Linked DNA regions of Capra hircus: region 1 is linked to region 2. Evidence: chromatin contacts called from public Hi-C data. All regions are on one chromosome and are shown on one strand. Each heading gives the region's core, a stretch centred on a gene start, on an enhancer-like site or on the middle of the called end of the contact. The rest is flanking DNA. Distances are from core to core; before and after follow the strand shown. Region 1 has its middle 190 kb from the start of ARL4C. Region 2 holds the start of ARL4C (ADP-ribosylation factor-like protein 4C).

Evidence for each region. A called contact is a pair of places that touch in the nucleus more often than the background predicts.
Region 1: a contact with region 2 is called in a Hi-C map of blood, with 2.8 times the contacts expected there. The contact joins the enhancer-like site here to the promoter of ARL4C in region 2. A contact is called at or near these places in 3 of 5 Hi-C or Micro-C datasets (all in blood).

What each region holds. Positions count from the first base shown.
Region 1 is chr3:6,863,340-6,866,039 of ARS1.2, forward strand. No RefSeq gene overlaps it. Among named protein-coding and RNA genes, the nearest start is that of ARL4C, 190 kb to the left of the region's middle. Within about 2 kb of position 1,257, at least 2 of the 5 cell types and tissues checked have an H3K27ac peak or open chromatin away from gene starts, as enhancers often do.
Region 2 is chr3:6,670,918-6,673,617 of ARS1.2, forward strand. ARL4C (ADP-ribosylation factor-like protein 4C) reads left to right here and starts at 1,273. Exons shown (of 2, transcript XM_018040905.1): 1 at 1,273-2,545. The coding sequence starts at 1,791. The coding sequence ends at 2,369.

The DNA.
Region 1 (2,700 bases), core at 7-2,506, 190 kb after region 2:
TTCTCCCAAATCATTCCACCCTCTCCCTCTCCCACAGAGTCCAAAAGTCTGTTCTATACTCTTTCTTACAACTGCAAGAGAATATTTTATTTTAAAATTTAAGAAAACAAAACAAAACTCATCCTTGAAAGGCTCATCTTCCTCTCTGAGGAAAGTTTCCACAGTAATGCCAAAAGAAAAGCTTAGATTTGTGTACAGCCTCTGGAAAATGTGAGTTATCTGTACTTTCTCTGTCTATGAGCCCAGAAGAGAAGAGTGTTGTTTGGCTGTGGTATTTGCAGCTTTTCTGTTTTCGGTGGCAATTCCAGAGTTAACACACCTCTTATTTACAGCCCCAAACTGTGAGAGTGTCACCATGGTTATCCTTGCCGCTCTTCTGAGCTTTATCACTTCCACTCTGGATGTGGTTTGTTCTGTAGAAGCCTTGCCACCATTTCAAAGGAGCAAAAATGAGTGATTTTTGAGTGCTCTGTGCTCTGGCGTGGCACCACGTTGCTTATCTCGAGATGGTTCCGTCCAGACCCCATGAAGAGGGCTCTGGTTCAATCAGCGTGGTCCCCTGATGGCAGTCAACACCTGCAGAGGCGCAGCCCTGGCTGACTGTGTGTGTGTGGTGAGCTGAGGGGTGGGAGATGGCAGAGAGCTGGGGGACAGAGAGAAGCCTCACCCAGGCTTGTCCTCCCCTCACTCTCCTCTTCCTGACTCTCAGGATGTCTCTGGTCTCAAGGCTCTTGTAGCCCCAGCCTTTTTCATTCCCCAGGCATTTGATCCAAGGGAGGCGCTCTGCACATGCTGGCTGGCTGGATCGGTTCTTGTTGCCGCATGACCTGTCTTTTGTCTCTATTAGTCACCCATCCATCTTTGGAACCACTGCACAGCCTCCCAGACTGTGCTCCCTGAGTGCCCATTTGGCCCTTGTCCAACTCTGTGGTCAGCCAGAACTCCCTCTAAAATATTACTCTCTTGCTTAATGTCCCTGCCATCCAGAGCAGCTCTGGGTAAAAATGAAATATGGTGCACACGGACTTCCCTGACCTGACTGTGCTCGCCCACCCAGCTCTGCGGGCCACCCTCCAGCTCTATGTGCAAGGCACTGAAGGGTGGCCCCACCTAAAGGGCCCTGCAAAGCAACTATGGGCACCTAGGAGCCCACGGGCTCCTAACTGGGAGTGGCTGGGTTTGGGGTCCCAACCAGAGTCCCATGACTTTGAAGAGTGTCCACGGTCTGACTCCACTTCCTCCTAAACTGTCTGGGGCTTAGTATCTGCTAGACGGCAGTGTGCCTGGCTTCACAGTTGACCTTAGATAGTCAGCATCTTGGTGGGGTTGGCGAGGCCGGTCCCATGTGTGACTGCAGGGCAGCAATAGGCCACCTGCCCCAGAGAGCTTCACCTTCTGACCTATGAGCCCAGAAAGCACCTTGACAAGAGCAAACAGCCCCTCTGTGGTCCTAACACAGATTTCTAGCTGTAACACCCGCTAATCCTCTTCATGGGTTTTCTGATTCAGTCTGGTTGGGCATTCTAGAACCTCCTCAGTCATCCTCAAAGCCTCCCTCTTCCTGTGAGTGGGAAGGGCAGTGCTGGAGCGGGACAGAGAGCAACAGCAGGATGGAGACTGCATTTGGGGACTTCGCTGGTGGTCCAACAGTTAAGACTCCAAGCTTCCAATGCACGGCAGAGGGATGGGGGGTGGGTTCAGTCTCTGGTCAGGGAACTAAGATCCCATGTGCCTTGGGGTGCAGTCAAAAAATGAAAAAAAAAAAAAAAAGAAAGAAAGAAAAAAGAAAAGAAAAGATTGCATCTGGACGAGAACAGAACCAGGATGTTCGATCCCAAGCCGGAGCACAGACATGTCTGGTAACATCACGGGCACTGCCCAGAATCCATACATACTGGGGTACTGTGCTGTGCTGTGCTTAGTCGCTCAGTTGTGTCTCTTTGCAACCCCATGGACTGTAGCCCACCAGGTTCCTCTGTCCATAGGGATTCTCCAGGCAAGAATACTGGAGTGGGTTGCCATGGCCTCCTCCAGGGGATCTTCCCGATCCAGGTCTCCTGTGTTGCAGACAGATTCTTTACCAGCTGAGCCACCAGGGAAGCCCAGGAATCCTGGAGGGGTAGCCTATCCCTTTTCCAGCGGATCTTCCTGACCCAGGAATTGAACCGGGGTCTCCTGCATCGCAGGCGGATTTTTTACCAGCTGAGCCACCAAGAACAGCTAAGTAGTACAGTTTGGCACGTCTAGCTAAATGAGCCTGGACATCAGCCTATCCAGCTCCTCCCTTTACAACTGAGGAAACTGAGGTTCAGAGATTCTGAGGCCTGCCCCTCTGGCAGCTAGAACAGGCAGGAACCTTTGTGAACCAGCCAGGGCCAGCAGGCCTGAATCACAGCTTAATCACTACAACGGGGCAGGCCTGCTGTTCGTAACTGTTCAGGCCTAGGCTTGTTCCTTACAGACTGTAGTATAAGCAGCACCGCCTAGGCGTGTGCAGTGCACAGACCGCACAACTGTACAGAGAGGCTGTGAGCCAGAGTCAGGGTGAAGATCGGGAGCAATACGAGGCCCCGTCACTTGGTTGGGTCGGCAGTGAGAATGAAAGCAGGTGGAGTGCAGCCAGCTGACAGCAAGGCCCTTCCCGGAGAGAGAGGGCTCCCTGGGCATTTAGTCTTGGTGGGAGCTGTGATGGGTCCAAGA
Region 2 (2,700 bases), core at 23-2,522:
TATCAGACACGTTTCCATCCCCCAGACCCCATTTCCCTCTTCTTGCCTCATAAGCTGGCATTGGGAAGAAGCCCTTGTCCATACTGCCTCTGCTTCTACTCCTCCACTCAGTTTCCTCTGTACCTGCAGAGGATAAGCCTTGGTTATGTGCTTACCAACTAGAATGAGAGCACTGAATCGGAGTGATGGGAGAAGCCAGCCAGGGACTGGGCACTGGTGCCTGTGACCTACGGTGTAACCTACTCCGAGCTGCTGACACATTTTTGTTTCAGGCCTAAATGCTCCTGGAGCACCAGTCGCTGGAGGACTGGTTCACCTGTGGGCAGGTGGTTCTCAGTTCTCTAAGTACCATGGGTGGTAGAGGGTGCTCTCCTGAGATGCTCACACTTGACCTGGGATGTCCGCGCAGACGCTGGAACAAAAACAAGGTAGCAAAGGAGCTGTCTGGGGCTGGTGAGTCGTCGGAGCTATCTGGGGACAGACAAGTCTCCTTAAATGAAGCCAGGCCTCCGGGGCGATATGGGCGCAGGTCTGGGCCCCAGGGCAGCGGGGATCCCGTGGAGACCCCACCCCACCCCCACGGAGTTCTGGCCGGGAAGTGAGCCAGGGTACCAGGGAGGATCAGTGTCCTGGGCACCGCAAAGGCCACGTGCCCGGGCTGGCTCCCTGCGGCCCACGCCCTCCTTTCCCCTCTACTGGGTGGGGGAGTATGGGGGTCGGGGGCCTGATCTACAGCCCTCTCTCCCCAGAGGGGGCACTCTGACCCCACTTCCCCCTTGGATGGTCCCCAGTCCCTCGGGCAGGGCTGCCCCGGCCCGCCTTGCCCTGGACTCTGGATCCCCGGCCCTCGCTCCTGGAGGCCGGCTGCGCCTCCCACGCTGCAGTCCCGCCGGGCAGTCGGTCCGGCCTGGGGCTGGCTAGGCGTGGAGTTCCGGGAGCTATTTTTACAAGATGCGTCACAGGGCCGAGGCGGGAAGAGCCGGCAGCTCGGGAACCCATTATCTGGGTGCGGCGCGGGAGGAGACGACCAGGGCGATTTCGAAAGCACTGAAAGGCGCGAAAGCGGCCCGCCAGGCTGGGAGGTCCACGCCCGACCTGGGGCGGGGCGCGGGGGGCGGGGCGGGCGAGGGGCGGGGCCGTCGGTACGAGGGCACCACGAAGGGGCGGGGCCATAGGGGCGGGATGAGGGGCGGGGCCTCCCAGGGGCGGGGCCCGGCGCCCTCCTGCCGCAGCAGGCTGCCGGCGGCGGCGGTGGCGGCGCGGGGACTGCGGGGACAGCCAGGCCACCGCGCAGGCAGCGAAGCCCGGGGAAGCCCACGCCCCGCCTGCGCCTCCGAGGCTCGCCCTGGGAGTGGGATTGGCCCCGCGGCGGCGCCGCCCAGGCAGAGGCGAGCCCTCGGCGCTCGGAGCCCGGAACCCGCAGCCGCGGAGAGCCAGGGCAGCGGCTGGAGCGCGGGGGCGCGGCCCGAGGAAGCAGCAGAGAGCCTGGGCCGGCGGGGGAGGGCGACGGGCGCGAGCAGCCCGCGGCGCCGCAGCGGAGGAGACTTCGCGGGAGACAAAGCCCATCGAGAGAGACGCGATGCCCAGCCGGCGCGGGCGCGGGGGCCGCGGTGTCTGAGCGCGCCGAGCCGTGCGCCCCGGGTACTCCAAGCCCAGGCCGGTGCCGGCGGCTGAGGGCGGCAGGCGGGGCCCAGGTGCGCCTGCCCGCGTCGGGCCCGTAACTGCTCGGGAGGGCGGGGGGCGGCGCCCTCCCGCCGCAGCCGCAGTGGCCGGCGCCGCAGCGAGGAGCCATGGGCAACATCTCCTCCAACATCTCGGCCTTCCAGTCGCTGCACATCGTCATGCTGGGCTTGGACTCGGCCGGCAAGACCACGGTGCTCTACCGGCTCAAGTTCAACGAGTTCGTGAACACCGTGCCCACCATCGGCTTCAACACGGAGAAGATCAAGCTGAGCAACGGCACGGCCAAGGGCATCAGCTGCCACTTCTGGGACGTGGGCGGCCAGGAGAAGCTTCGGCCGCTGTGGAAGTCCTACAGCCGCTGCACGGACGGCATCATCTACGTGGTGGACTCGGTGGACGTGGACCGGCTGGAGGAGGCCAAGACAGAGCTACACAAAGTGACCAAGTTCGCCGAGAACCAGGGCACGCCGCTGCTGGTCATCGCCAACAAGCAGGACCTGCCCAAGTCGCTGCCCGTGGCGGAGATCGAGAAGCAGCTGGCGCTGCACGAGCTCATCCCGGCCACCACCTACCACGTCCAGCCGGCGTGCGCCATCATCGGCGAGGGTCTCACCGAGGGCATGGACAAGCTGTACGAGATGATCCTGAAACGCAGGAAGTCCCTCAAGCAGAAGAAGAAGCGGTAATGCTCCGGGCGGCGACGTTACGGAGCTAGGCGCGGGGAGCGAGCGAGTCCGGAATGAATGAATGAAAGGCTGTGTGGCCCGCGCGCCCGCGAACAAAGACAGCGAACCAAAGCGACGCTTCGAATTTTTAAAGCGGAGTCTCTGCACCCACATGCAGGACTGGTGACTTAACCTGGGTATGTAGGCAAGCTGGCCAGCCTGCGCTCGACCTGCCCCCTCCCCACCCGCAGCTCAGGGGTCCTTTTGTCTGAAAGCCGGAGCTACTCAGGGGGTGGGGGACCCGGCTGGGGAGTGGACGTGCAGGTCCCACCGTCCGCCCTGCTGGCCCAGG